Linked DNA regions of Mus musculus: all the other regions are linked to region 3. A link is a contact called in public Hi-C and promoter capture Hi-C data. All regions are on one chromosome and are shown on one strand. Each heading gives the region's core, a stretch centred on a gene start, on an enhancer-like site or on the middle of the called end of the contact. The rest is flanking DNA. Distances are from core to core; before and after follow the strand shown. Region 1 has its middle 48 kb from the start of Gm19276. Region 2 has its middle 16 kb from the start of Sub1. Region 3 holds the start of Tars (threonyl-tRNA synthetase).

Region 1 (4,242 bases), core at 416-2,915, 520 kb before region 3:
TGAGCCACCACGTGGTTGCTGGGAATTGAACTCAGGACTCCTGGAAGAGCAGCCACTGCTCTTAACCTGAACCATTTCTCCAGCCCCCAGTAAGCCTCATTTACACCTGTCTCCTAAATTGAGGAATAATGAACCTAGGGCTTGCAAGAGCAAAACAAATTATCTATGTTCAAGCAGCAGAAAAGTTGTCCTTGACCCGGAGAATCCCTGCTGTAATCTCTGTGGCACATAGTGTGCCATCTGATGAAGAGGAAGTCTATGACCGAAGTAGACACAACTTATGCTCAGGAGCTAGAAAAGTTGCCAGGAGAGATGTTCTCTGAGCAGTTGGTAGCACTCAGAGATGGTGGTGGTAGTGTTGGTGAGGTCTCAATAACATGGCTGAAGTTATATGGAATAATTTACTCACTGTCTTAAGACACACAATAAAATACTATAGACTAGGTGGCTCACAAATGATAGAAGCCTATTCTTCACAGCCTTGGAGGCTGTCAAGTCTAAGACCAAGTTTCTTGGAGTTTCAGTGTCTGGGGATGGTCCAGGTCAGCCATCTTTTTACTGAAACTTCACAAGCAGAAGGGGAATGAGATTTCTCTTTGGACTCTTTTTTTTTTCCCCCTGTGGACACTAATGCTATTCTAGGTCTTTGCTCCCATAATTTAATCATATCCTAAGAGTGGTCAAGTTTAGACAAGTGACTTTGGGAGGGACATGAACATTTATTTGTTTGCACTCACATTTCTTACTGTTGGTGTTATCTGTTTGCTGCCTGGCACTCAAGCGGCTATGAAGTGGCATCCTTTTTCATGCCTGCTGTGGTAGTATTAGACAGGCCCACAAATACTCTGACAATCTTACCTTTGATCTGCAGAGCTTAATTATCTTCAGGTCAATTATCTTTTAAATGTGGGTGGTAATAATGGTGACTCATTTCTAAATAATCAAATAAGACAGAGTTCTGGTATTTGATTCCCAACTTTAGGATATGAAGACATTGTGGTGGGGTTTGATCTATTTCTATGGGTTCAAATGCTAAATTCTGCATCCCAAGATCTGGTTGCTCCAAGACGAGCAGATTCTCACATACATCAGCCTTTGTTGTGTAAACCTTACCACCCAGTTATTCCTGATTGGTTAATAAAGTTGCTGACAGCCACTTGATAGCTGGGCAGAAGAGATGCAGGCAGGCTTTGGTTTCCAGGCTTGGGATCACTGGTAGGGACAACCAGGAGAGATCGAGGAAAGGAGGAGGAGGAGGAGGAGGGGGAAAGAAGTCACCATGGGGTAATATGGACACAGCATGTGGCTGTGAGACCTGGCCTGACGAAGCAGGAGCAACATCAACGAATATGGCAAGTAATATACTGGGGCTCAAGGCATGAGAACAGAGAAAATACATAAGAGGGCTGATGCCTGCTAGCGCCAGTGCTCTGAAGCTTATTATAATTCTAAGGGTCTCTGTGCCTTTTCTTTGGGTAATAGCTGGTTAAAAAGTAACTGCCACCATATTAATTTTCCCAGTATTAGTTATTAACCTCGGAATATTTAAATCACTACATTGTGGTTTCCTCTTTCTGTTTCTGTTAAGTCACTTACTGTGGGGGGAAAACCAGCCTCCATGACCCTTAATAGCACTACTGAGAAAGTCACATGGCATGGAACAAGCCGAGCCGGAAAGGAACTGAAGACTTCTGCCAGCAGCATGTGAGCAGAGTTAACTGCTCGGAGGTGGGTCCTCTAGCCTGTCAGTCCTCAGTGAGGCCAGTCCTATCCGATATCTTTATAAACCTCAAGAGGGATCCTGAAATTAGCTGTGCCAGTTCCAAATTACAAGCCCACAGACAGCCATGAACAATAAACACTGGTTGATTTAGGGTAATCTGTGAATGAAGAAGAGACAACCAATGTGTCTAGACTCAGGGATCATAAAACATCATTTGCTGTATTCTATTTAAGTGAGTTTTTAGAGCCAGCCAGTCTCAAGAGAAGATACTGATGTAAAAACTGGAGAAAAGAAATGGAGTCATGGCTTAAACTGTCCTAAAAATGGGCAAGTTGGAAGATGGTCAGAAAATATGAAATAAGCAAGTCCTTTGTAGTAGGTGTAGTTGCTATAGTAAAACAATCATCTATGCGATTTCCTGTGAAATTTCTATTATTCTATTGGACCATGGAGTCAATGAGAGCAGGATTTTCATATCTGTTTTGTGTTCATCCACTCTTCCCAAGAGACTTGTACAGTATATAAGGTATGTGATATGCTCACAAAATACCTTACGAACAAACACATATGACTGGTCAGGACAGAGGGAACATATATCTGATCCTGTAAGTTTTCTTTTCTTTTCTTTTCTTTCCTTTTTTTTTTTTTTTTTTTTTTGGTTTTTCAAGACAGGGTTTCTCTGTGTAGCCCTGGCTGTCCTGGAACTCACTCTGTAGACCAGGCTGGACTCTGCCAGAAACTCAGAAATCTGCCTGCCTCTGTCTCCCAAGTGCCGGGATTAAAGGCGTGCGCCACCACTGCCCAGCTCCTGCAAGTTTGCTGTTTTGCTTTGTTATGTACACACCAGCTTTCTGAATGATGCATAAAAATATACCATTCAAGCTTTACATTTGTGTAAAGTTGTCTGCTATTTACTGCATTGTGACCCTTAGCTACTGAACCATCTCTCCAGCTTTTAGTTATTTATATTATTTATGTGTATGGGTGTTTTGCCTGCATGTATGTCTATGTGCCGCATATGTGCAGTGCCCAAAAAGGCTTGAAGCGGCATCAGATCCCTTGGAGCTGGAGTCCCTGCTGGTTGGGAGCTGCCCTGTAAAACTGAACCCAGGTCCTCTGGAAGAGCAGTCAGGGCTCTTATCTGATGAGCATTGTCATCCTTTTAAGATTGCTCAAGTTTGTTTTCTGTTGCTGTGGTAAACTCTGTGACTCAAAGCAACTTGGTGAGGACAGGGGTTTATCTCAGTTTGCAGTTTGAGTCCATTGTCAAAGGAAGCCAAGACAGGAATTCAAGGCAGGAGCTTAAAGCAGAAACCACAGAGGAAGGCTACTTACTGGCTTACTTGCTTCCTCACTGGGCTGCTCAACTCCCTTTCTTACAGAGCCCAGGTGTCCCTGCTCAGGAGTAGAACTGTCCACACGGCACCTGCCCACATTAATTAACAATCAAGAAAATGTCCCCAGACATGCTCACAGACCAATGGGATGGAGGCACTTTCTCAGTTGGACCCCTGCATCCAGTTGTGTCAGGTTGACAGTGGAAGCTACCCATCCATCTCATGTACAGGGTCTCCTGAAGAACACAATGTGAAGTGATTTCTTAAAAAAGGATTGCATGAGCGAAGATCTTAAATTTTAATAGTGACTTGATTACTTTTCTATGCATTACAAAGCCCAGAAAGCACAAAGTGTGCTAAAGGGAAAGGGTGGTCAGTTGACCAGGCAGCACTCAGATAGAGCAACCGCGGCAGAAACCAATGAGTGGGGTTGAACTTGTATAGTAAGAGATGGAATCTTTAAGGGTAATTTGGTTTTATTTGTTTGACAGAAAGTGAAAATTCAGCTCAGAGATACTAAAAGGGTAATAGCATGTTTTCCTTTGCTTAAGAATTCTGTTTTTCAGTTGCTCATAAACACGTATACCTGACAGATGTATAGTATACCAACTATCAATGCATGATATCTTTGTATCACCCTCTGACCAACTTTGAAGACTTCAAGTTTCCCTAACAATAACAGAGGAATGTTTTGCTGCAGTGGTAAGACCAGAATTGTGGTTTATTTACTATTTCATGAAATTTGCTCCTTGATATATCTTAGGTTAGCTTTGATCCTCTTAATAGCCATTTGCCATCCACCTTCTATATCTGACCTAATATTCTCTCAGTTACTAGGTATGGTGCTTTGAATATGCTTGGCCCATGGAAGTTGCACTATTAGGGGGTGTGGCCTTGGTCAAGGAAGTGTGTCACTGTGTAGGCAGGCTTTGAGGTCTTAGTGCTGAAGCTCTCTACACTGTGTGGAAGAGGCTCCCCTCCTGCCTACCTGTAGGAAAGAGTCTCTTCCTGCTGCCTTTGGATCAGGATGTAGAACTCTTGGCCTCTCTAGTACCAGGTCTGCCTGCATGCTGCCATGCTTCCCACCGTGATGATAATGGACTGAACCTCAAAAAATTAAATGTTTGCCTTTATAAGAGTTGCTTGGGTCATGGTGTCGCTTCACAGTAGTAAAACCCTAAG
Region 2 (4,818 bases), core at 5-2,504, 610 kb after region 3:
GGGTCTGTATATGAAATTCCTGGTGAGACTGGGACTCAATAAACAGTAAATAGTTCATTCATTCATTCATTCTTTCATTCAACCAGGGCCAGTGAGATAGCTCAGTGTTAAAAGCTCTTGCCACAATGGCTGACAACCTGAGTTCAATGCAAGGAACCAACAGGAAGGCAGGGGAGAGCCAGGGGAGAGACCTCTCGGTGTACTCCACAGTTTTGAAGATAGGAGGGGGTGGAGAGATTGTTCAGTATTTACTCCCTGCTTTTCCAAAGTCTCTGAGTTCAGTTCCCAGCTCCTGTCTCGTGCACATCACACTAAGCAGCTGTAATTCCAATCCAGGAGATCTGATCCGGTCCCCCAGCCTCCACGGGCATCTACACTCAAGCATCCACACATACGCATACACGTACAAAAAAAAAAAAAAAAAAAAAAAAAAAAGCCGGGCGTGGTGGCGCACGTCTTTAATCCCAGCGCTCGGGAGGCAGAGGCAGGCAAATCAGCCAGAGCTATTATACAGAGAAACCCTGTCTCGAAAAACAACAACAAACAAACAAACCCTAAGAAACACTAAAAGATGTGAAATTGGAAGGAAAAGAAAACAGAATGTAGAGGAAGAGGGTTGTTAAGGAAACGTAAGGGAAGGTTCATAATGAAAATATAAGAATCCCCTCGGGGTGGGGGTGGGGGTGTTGCTTTCAATAGGTAAAAATGCATTTCCTCCTTCAGCTGTGACTCAGCCGCCAGGCACCATCCGGGATGGCACACCCTGTGCAGGTGTGAAGAGCAGGCACTCTTAGCTCAGAAGGAGAAGTAGACCGTTTTCGCTTTGACTCACCCTTGTTTGTGTGTGACCAAAATAACGCTATCTACGAAAAGTTTCTGGAATCAAAAGGTTAATAATACCCGGTAGCTTTCGAGGCAGTCCCCTGACCATTGGTGCAGTTTCTGCTCATTCGGACCCATTAGCAGCCACCACTGGGAGCAGGGAGGAAGAGATGCGGCGGCGTGAGGATGAGGAGGGCACAGCTACACTTCCCTTCCCCATCTTCAGATTCTCTTACACGGCAAACCGCAGGCGCAGGACATTCCTGTGCTGGCCCGCTGGCACCGCGAGCCCACGAAGGGGTGGATGCACAGTCATTATCAGCGGCTGCGTTGCTGTCCTTGTCCTTTTTGTTACCGAGTAGTAGGTGAGCACTGTATGTGTTGGCAGCATCTCAGTTGTTGCTGAATAAACAGGGACTTTTATTCTTTAACCCAGCAAGATCAAGTCAGTAGCTACTGAGGTTGACTGACTCAGAAAGGTGCCATACCAGCCGCTTGGAAACGAAAGCAAAGTGACTGCTAGCGGGTGTGAAGTTTCTTTCCCCGGAAATAAAAACTGGGCCAGATCTGTGATCAGAGCATGCTAAAGCCTTCCAAATCATATACAGTTTAAGAGGTTGAACTTAACGCTATATGAGTTATAGTCCTATCTTTTGACAAGAAAATGATTAAAAAGTAGTTAGTGTGTGCCAGGAATCTGTACTAGGTACTGGATTAATAATAATAATAATAAAAATAATAATAATAATATTTAAAGCTCATCCTTTTGAGTCACTTACTATGTGTCAGACTTGGTCCTGAGATATTCTTTGTAGATATTCTCTGACTTTCTTAAGAGAGCCTTAGGACCTTGTTTAAGACAAGGGACAGATTCACAAAGCCCCTTGCTCAAAATCACACACGTAAAACTAGATCAAATCAAATGAATCTGCATTTTTTAGGCGGTTTTGTGTTCAAATAACCATCAGTTAGTTGGTTGGTTAGTTGGTTGATTTTGTGTTTAAATGTTATTAGGTTGGTTGGTTGACTGACTGGTTGGTTGGTTTGACATTGGAAACTGAACCTGAAACCTCTCACAAGTTAGACAAGTTTTATCATTGAGATAAATATGTGGCCCTCCTCACATTGTTTGTTTGTTTGTTCGTTTGTTTGTTTGTTTGTATTGAGACAGGATCTACTAGGGCGCAGACTAGACTTGAACTCTCCCTGTAGCTCAGGTAAACCTCAAGTTTGCGATCCTCTGGCCTCAGCTCCTTGAGTAACTGAGATCACAGGTATGACCCACCACCATGATACTTTTGGTTTCTTGAAACAGAGTCTTAGTATGAAGCCCAAGCCATCCTCAAACTTGTGGTCCACTTGCCTCCACCTCCCAAGTGCTGTGATGACAGGCGTTTACCATCATGCTTACCTTAAACATCATCCCCTTCTTACGGTCCAACTTAACTGGAAATGTGGGTCCGTTTTCTCCGTTGCACGGGTCAGACTGTAGTATCAAGACTATGCTGCACAGAACCACAAGAACATAAGAGCCCACATCTATGAATGACAACACACTCCAGAAAGCAAGTCACAGCAACAAGAGGCAAGCTTCTTTGTAGAGCCACAAAGAACTTGGGTTATGTCTGATGGAATGCCTGACTAACAGACCAGAGCTGTCGAACTCCAATGTACTCACTCACTCTTACCTGCTGGTCATTCAAATCTAAAGATGGCCAAATACACAATGCACCAGCAAACTGGAATTAAAAAATTGAAATGAGTAACCTCCTTACATTATGATGGAGCATAGAGTTTACCTAACAGAGAACACAAAACAGTGGCTGGGCCAAGTAAATGGCTAGCTCTTACACAGCAAGAAGCTTGGAGGCCAGCAGTCCAGGCATGAAGGACTGACTACCTCTGTGATTCTATTAGAGACCAGGCTATAGCTACCTTCCTACTCCATGTGCTATTCTGGGAGGATAACAATAATACTGTATGCCAGTCATATCCACTCCCATTTACTAACTGATTGGTGAATTTTGAGACAGCCCTATGTAGCCCAACCTGGCCTCGAGGTAGGGTTTTGTAAACAAGAGCAACTTGGGGAGGAAAGAGCTTATTTCAGCTTCTGTGTCCTAACCACAGTGCAGCATGATGGGAAGTTAGAACGGGAACCTGGAGGCAGTAACTGAAGCAGAGGCCGTTAAGGACTACTGCTTACCAGTTTGCTTCTCAGGGCTTGTTCAGCCTGCTTTCTTATGACGCATGGATCCACCGGCCTAGGGGTAGCACAACCCACAGAAGCTGGGCCCTCCTATACCAATCAAGAAAATGCATCATAAACTTGTCCATGGGCCAATCTGGAGGGGTCGTTTTCTCTGTAAAGGGTACCCCTTCTAAAAGGACTCTAGCTTGTGCCAAGTTGACATAAAAGTAGCCAGCAGATTGGAAACTGGAGGTGATCTTGAACTTCTGATGTTCCTTCCCACAGGTATGTGCTACCATGTCCAGTTTCTGCAGTGGTGGAGAATAGAACCCTAGGTGTCATGTATGTCCCAGGCCCTTCAAATCTCTTTGTAAAGAGCTATCCCTTAAATCCCTCCCAGGTTTGACCACTTGGCAAGAACTCTGTCGGGGCTTCTATGAAGACTACAAAATGTGATTATTTTTAAGCTGGCCACATTTATTATCTATTCATGATGGATAGTGAATATTTAAAGTCAGCTAACACACTGAGCCGCAAACAGGAAGAAAGTGCAAAAATGTGGGCAGATACATGTCAACAAATGTTTCTTATAGGGATTTGAACTCATGTCTTCTCATTGAGTCAGTATGATTAACTCCAGGATATGCTGACTCCTTAAAAGTTATACAGTCTAGAAAAATATACACTCAAGCTAATACATCATAAAAAGGTATATGTTGTATAAATATATACATATATATATGTGTATATATAGATATATATAGATATATATAGATATAGATATATATCTCTCCTTGTTTCATATTGACACAAACTTTGTACCTCTAAACAGCATGAATGAATTACCTAGTAGTCTAGTTTGCTAGCTCTCTGTGGCTGGAATAGAACCAAAGGCAACTTGAGGACAGACACTTGACACTTCTGAGTGTCAGTCCAACATTATGGGAAGCCAAGGCAGAAACCACAGAGGAAAGCCGCTTAGTCTCCATAGCTCAATCACTTTGCTCTCCTATAGAACCCAAGACCAGCTGCCCCCAGTGGCCCCGCCCACAGTCTGCTGGCCCCTCTCACATCACTAATAAGAAAAATTCTCCCACAGACATGCTCACAGGCTAATCTGTTAGAGACAATTTCTCAATTGAGGTCCCACTTCCCAGATGACTCTAGTTTGTATCAAGTTGACAAAAAACTAATCAGTACATCTTCTTATTTATTTTATTTATTTGTCTGTTGAAGTAAGGATTTTGAAATTTTGGTTTTGTTAAAACACACACAGAGACATATTAAAAGGTATGTTCTTTGTTTTAACCCCAGGTGTGGGATATGGGACTGTTTTGCACTGTCCACAGCAGCTAACTACGATTTGCCTCGTGCTCTAGCAGAGGTGTGGTTTTGTCAGCTGCAGACAGTTTCTGCGATTCTGTGACACGTAGATTCTGGGAATTTTTCAGAGAGTATATAGATGCTAGGGGCTTGAGCAGTGGAGTTGGTGGTTGGTGGTGGTTCAAGGTGGTTGGTTGCAGTTTGATAGTAGTCATGCTTAAAGGAGAAGCAAGAAGAAAGAAACTAGATTCAAGGGATCTCCCCCCACCCCATTCTAGCTCTTTGTTTTGTGTCACTTCTGCTTTTGTGTCAAATCTCCCTCTGTCTTTGTCTTAGTTACTGTTCTATTATTGTAAAGAGACACCAAGGGAACGCTTACGTAAGAAAGCATTTAACTGGAGGACGGGGGCAGGCTTGGTTATAGTTTCAAAGGGCTAGTCCATTTCTGTCATGGTGGAAAGCAGATAGGGATGGCACTAGAT
Region 3 (4,790 bases), core at 187-2,686:
ACAGTGCACTTACATATGATAAATAAATAAATCTAAATAAAAAAAATATTTAAAAAAAGACAGCAGGGAAGGAGGCAAAGGGGTAACCAAGTTATAAAACCATAAAACACCTTAAAAACATAAGGAAATAGGAACAAAATCTATCCATGTATACCTGTCATTCATCGCCTTAAATCTGTAGCTTAAAGCGCATACACAAGCATTTTAGTGATTTGCCCTATCAGGATGGAAACTCCTCTTGATGAAGACCCTAGCAACCGTCAGCAATGGTTACCTAGACAATCTGTCATATGGCCTCACCCCTTTCCAATGTTCCTTAAACCCCCATGCCATGTCACTTTTTGACAATACAATACATACATAGCACCTCCCTACAAAACTCCTGCACGTAGAGAATACTGATAGCCTCAATCGCTGCACTTCCCTCCCGTCTCTCCCTGTACAGCCGGGGCACAATTCATCCCCTGAACCTGGACAGCCCTGCCCTGCCTGATTTACCTGACCTCATTTTTCCAAACCCAATAAAACAGTCTGACTGTGCTTCTCTATAACTCAACCAAGCTAATCAGAGAAGTACGATTTTCCAGTCCTGCACATTTGGGGAGCCCCCAAAGTCAGGAATCGATCTTAACTTGTGTAGCCACCTGGACTGCCTGACTAAGTGCCAGGGCAAATAAATACACAGGGGACACAGGCACAGTTGGCTGTAAAAGAGGGGTGGGGCAGAAAACACGCCAGTGTACAAATGCTGTTCCTAACCAGTGGGTGACAGCCCAAAGCAAAGTTTAAAGGGGATGTGTGTGAAGTTATTTAGGTCGCTTCCAGCACCTGGCAGACAGAGGCTTTAATTTCAAAACAGTCTGTCAATGGGGGCATCCAGCCTTATTTAGCACCCAATCTTGGGCAAACTGGATCTGATCGCGGGGACTGGCTTTTCCTTCCTAACTAGAGCTTTTTGCTCCACGCAGTTTAGGATTTTAAAAAGTTCTTCAAATGTTCTTCCCGCTTATTTTAGTGAAAAAATACAAGCGCGGGAGTCTAAGCCCCAAATGCTTACTATCTGAGCAAACCACTCAGTCTCAATTCACAGATCTCTAGGATGAAGATGCCCCCCCACCCCCCAGACCCTGCCAGCAAGAGTTCCTAACTTATTACCCAGGGCCCCCAATACCGACTGCTCCCTGCTACTTTCCACTCCTGCCCCGCCGGGCAGTGCCGGCTCCCAGAACACATCCGCTCTCTGCACCCCACGGCGCCTGCTCACCGGCTTCTCGCCGTCCATCTTCCCCGAAGGGCTGCTAGCCTTCTCCTGCGACATGGAAGGACCACAGAGAGACAAAACCCGTGAGCTGCACCGCAGAGAAGACCCCAAGCCGGCGGTGTAGACCTACAATTCCGCACTGCGCGTGCGCCACGTGGCCACAGGCGGAACCAGCTAACCAGCTGATGCAACGGGACTCCTGGCCCCGCCCTACCTGGACACGAGGCCAATGGGCTACGCGGAGAGGCGGGTCCTCCCTTTCCTTGGCCAATAGAATAGCCGAGAATGACGAACCCTTCAAGAAATCCCATTAGTTCCAGACTGTGTAGTGAGGCGCGCAAGCGCACTCTTCCCCTTCTGACTGTAGCTTGCATGGCCTTAGCGGCCACCGTAGTGAACTTGAGCTGCTTGGACTGAGTTTCCCGGAATTGCTGGATATGGTCTCTGGCGCTCTGGTTTATCTCAGATGCGCTCTACCTGGAACGTTGGCTGATAATCTGAAGCGATGACTCAGCCTTCCTCATGAGAATAGGACCGATTTGCTGTTTGAGGGACAAGCGCCATTGATCAAAGCTTTCTCAGTGTCTCACGGAGTTTTCCCATAGACGGCACAGAGATAAAATTAACTTTTTACTTGAAGGAATAAACTCCACACAAAAGTCATTGATATCACGGGAGCTCGAGATTAGATTTTTACTACTTAAGCAAAATGCTTAGCAGAAAGTTCTAGTTGGCCTGCTTATCCTAATAGCAGCTGCCAGTTTTTGGGTTGTTCTGTGTTTTTTCTTTGCTTCACTGTGCAGCCAGGGATAGCCTCGAACTTGCAATTTAGATCTGGCTAATCTGGGAGCCTTCTGCAATAGCCACCCAAATTAGAGGATTACAGGCGTTTGCAACCATGTCCACCCAATGTCCACACCACCACCAACCTACACACACACACACACACCAGCCGAGTAGAATTGAGACAGGGTCTCACTGTATGTATAGCCCGGCTGTCCTGGAACTCGCTGAGATCCACTTGAATGTGACAAATGCCTCCTGGGTGACTCTTCAAGGAGCAGGTTCCCATTTCCAAGGAACATATTGTCCAGGGAAACAATACATTTCACAACGGCCTCAAAAAACATGAACTATCTTGGAGTAACTCAAACAAGACAAGTGAAAGATTGTACAAGAAAAACTTTAAGACAATGAAGAAAGAAATTGAGAAAATTTCAGAAAACATAAAAATCCCCCCATGTTCATAGATAAATACAGTAAAAATGGCCATTCTACCATTCTACCACAGGCAATCTACAAAGTCAAAGCAATTGCCACCAAACTTCCAACACAATTCTTTACAGAACGTAGAATGTTAAGTTTTAGATACACACACACACACACACACACACACACACACCACAAAATCACGATGGCTAAAACAATCCTGAAAAAAAATGTTGAAGGTATCACTATCACCAACCTTGTTGTGGGTATAAGAGACTCCCAGGAATCAAAGGGAGGGACCTTAGATGAAATGCCCGACAGTAGGGAGAGGGAACTTATAGAGTCCACCTCCAGCAGGAAGACAAGTGAGGGATGGGGTTGCCATCCCATAGTCACATCTCTGACCCATAATTGTTCCTGTCTGAAAGAATAATAGGGATGGAAATGGACAGGAGCCTGAGGAAAAGAAGGTCCAGTGACAGGCCCAAAATAGGATCCAGCTCTAGGAGAGGTCCCAAGGCCTGACACCATTATTGAGGCTATGGAGAGCTCACAAATAATGATTGCACTCTGAAAGACCCAACAAGCAGCTGAAAGAAGTCAGGTACAGATATTTGCGCCCAACCAATGGACGAAGCTTTCCAGTTTTATGAGATCACATTTATCAATTGTTGATCTTAGAGCATGAGCCATTGGAATTCTGTTTAGCAAATTTCCCCCTGTGCCGATGAGTTCAAGGCTCTTTCCCACTTTCCCTTCTACTAGATTTAGTGTATTTGGTTTAATGTTCAGGTCCTTGATCCACTTGGACTTGAGCTTTGTACAAGGTGACAAATATGGGTCAATTTTTATTCTTCTACATACAGACAGCCAGTTAAACCAGCAAAATTTATTGAAGATGCTTTCTTTTTTCCATTGTATATTTTTGGCATCTTTGTCAAAGATCAAGTGATTGTAGTATGTCTTTTTATTTCTGGGTCTTCAATTCTATTCCATTGATCAACATGTTTGTCTCTGTATCAATACCATGCAGTTTTTATCACTATTGCTATGTAGTAAAGCTTGAGGTCAGGGATGCTGATTCCTCCAGAGGTTCTTTTATTGTTAAGAATTATTTCTCTGTTCTAGATTTTTTGCCTTTCCAGATGAAATTGAGAATTGTTCTTTCCATGTCTTTGAAGAATTGTATTGGGATTTTGATGGGGATTGCATTGAATCTATAGATTGCCTTTGGTAGGATGGCCATTTTTACTATGTTAATTCTGCCAATCCATGAGCATGGGAGATATCTCCATTTTCTGAGATCTTCTTCAATTAATAATGAGCAATGTTTGTTGATACCCATTATTTCATTGTAATAGTGTGAGGGGTTTTTTGTTGCTGTGTTTTGTTGTGGTTTGGTTTTGGTCTGTTTGTTGTTTGTTTGATTTTCTACCTTCTTTTGATATTTTGTTCTAAGATTACTTATACATTGAGTTTTCTTGGGTGTGTTTAACTCTTTAGGTTGGAGACTTCCTTCTAGAACTTTCTGTAGAACTGGATTTATAGATAGCTGTGATGGTTTATATATTTTATATTTAGGCCAGGGAGCAGCACTATTAGGAGGTGTGGCCTTGGTGAAGTAGGTGTTGCCTTGTTGGAGTAGGTGTGTCACTGTGGGTGTGGGCTTTAAGACCCTCATCCTAGCTGCCTGGAAGTCAGTATTCTGCTAGCAGCCTTCAGATGAAGATGTAGAATTCTCAGCTCTTCCTGCACCATGCCTGCCTGGATGCCACCATGTTCCCACCTTGATAATAATGGACTGAGCCTCTGAACCTATAAGCCAGTCCCAATTAAATGTAATCCTTATAAGAGTTGCCTTGCTCATCGAGTCTGTTCACAGTAGTAAAATCCTAACATGATAGCTTTTGCTTCAATTTGGTTTTATAATGGAAACTCTTATTGTCTGCATCTACTGTGACTGAAAGTATTGGTAGCTATAGTAGTCTGGACTGGCACGTGTGCTTCCCTAGAGTTTGTAGAACATCCATCCAGGCCATTCTGGCTTTTAGAGTCTCCAATGAGAAGTCAGATGTTATTCTAATAGGTCTGCCTTTATATGTTACTTGACCCTTTCTCCTTGCTGCTTCTGTGTGGAGAGCCGTGAGCAATCGCCATTACAAGATGGCGCCGGCTTCCGCTGTGCCTAACTGGTAAACAAGTAATGTGCACAGGTGCAAAAGTGAATTCGTGCCAAGTCACTGCCCATCCCAGGGCGTAGCAATGAGGCAATGGGCAAGCAACAAATCAGGTGCTGACACGACACTCCAAGGTGTATATA

The links. Promoter capture Hi-C pulls out the DNA fragments that hold promoters and counts their contacts. A called contact is a pair of places that touch in the nucleus more often than the background predicts.
Region 1: a promoter capture Hi-C map of liver shows a contact between it and region 3, with 2.9 times the contacts expected there. The contact joins the enhancer-like site here to the promoter of Tars in region 3. A contact is called at or near these places in 7 of 39 promoter capture datasets (the 3T3-L1 cell line, the HPC-7 cell line, embryonic stem cells and 3 more), 1 of 15 datasets of contacts at CTCF or cohesin (the NIH/3T3 cell line), 1 of 484 Hi-C or Micro-C datasets (myeloid progenitors), 8 of 115 datasets of contacts at active chromatin or transcription factors (astrocytes, embryonic limb bud, embryonic stem cells and 2 more) and 3 of 9 other capture datasets (embryonic stem cells, liver and macrophages).
Region 2: a contact with region 3 is called in a Hi-C map of B cells, with 19 read pairs. The contact joins the enhancer-like site here to the promoter of Tars in region 3. A contact is called at or near these places in 7 of 39 promoter capture datasets (the C10 cell line, the HPC-7 cell line, embryonic stem cells and 3 more), 1 of 15 datasets of contacts at CTCF or cohesin (large pre-B cells), 1 of 484 Hi-C or Micro-C datasets (B cells), 8 of 115 datasets of contacts at active chromatin or transcription factors (the 230-238 cell line, acute myeloid leukemia, astrocytes and 5 more) and 3 of 9 other capture datasets (adipose tissue, embryonic stem cells and liver).

Annotation. Positions count from the first base shown.
Region 1 is chr15:10,874,871-10,879,112 of GRCm38.p6, forward strand. No RefSeq gene overlaps it. Among named protein-coding and RNA genes, the nearest start is that of Gm19276, 48 kb to the left of the region's middle. Within about 2 kb of position 1,666, at least 39 of the 459 cell types and tissues checked have an H3K27ac peak or open chromatin away from gene starts, as enhancers often do. A contact at or near this core is called in the HPC-7 cell line, liver and macrophages, where this site is marked.
Region 2 is chr15:12,009,662-12,014,479 of GRCm38.p6, forward strand. No RefSeq gene overlaps it. Among named protein-coding and RNA genes, the nearest start is that of Sub1, 16 kb to the left of the region's middle. Within about 2 kb of position 1,255, at least 145 of the 459 cell types and tissues checked have an H3K27ac peak or open chromatin away from gene starts, as enhancers often do. A contact at or near this core is called in the 230-238 cell line, B cells, adipose tissue and 4 more, where this site is marked.
Region 3 is chr15:11,398,222-11,403,011 of GRCm38.p6, forward strand. Tars (threonyl-tRNA synthetase) reads right to left here and starts at 1,437. Exons shown (of 19, transcript NM_033074.3): 1 at 1,265-1,437. The coding sequence starts at 1,318.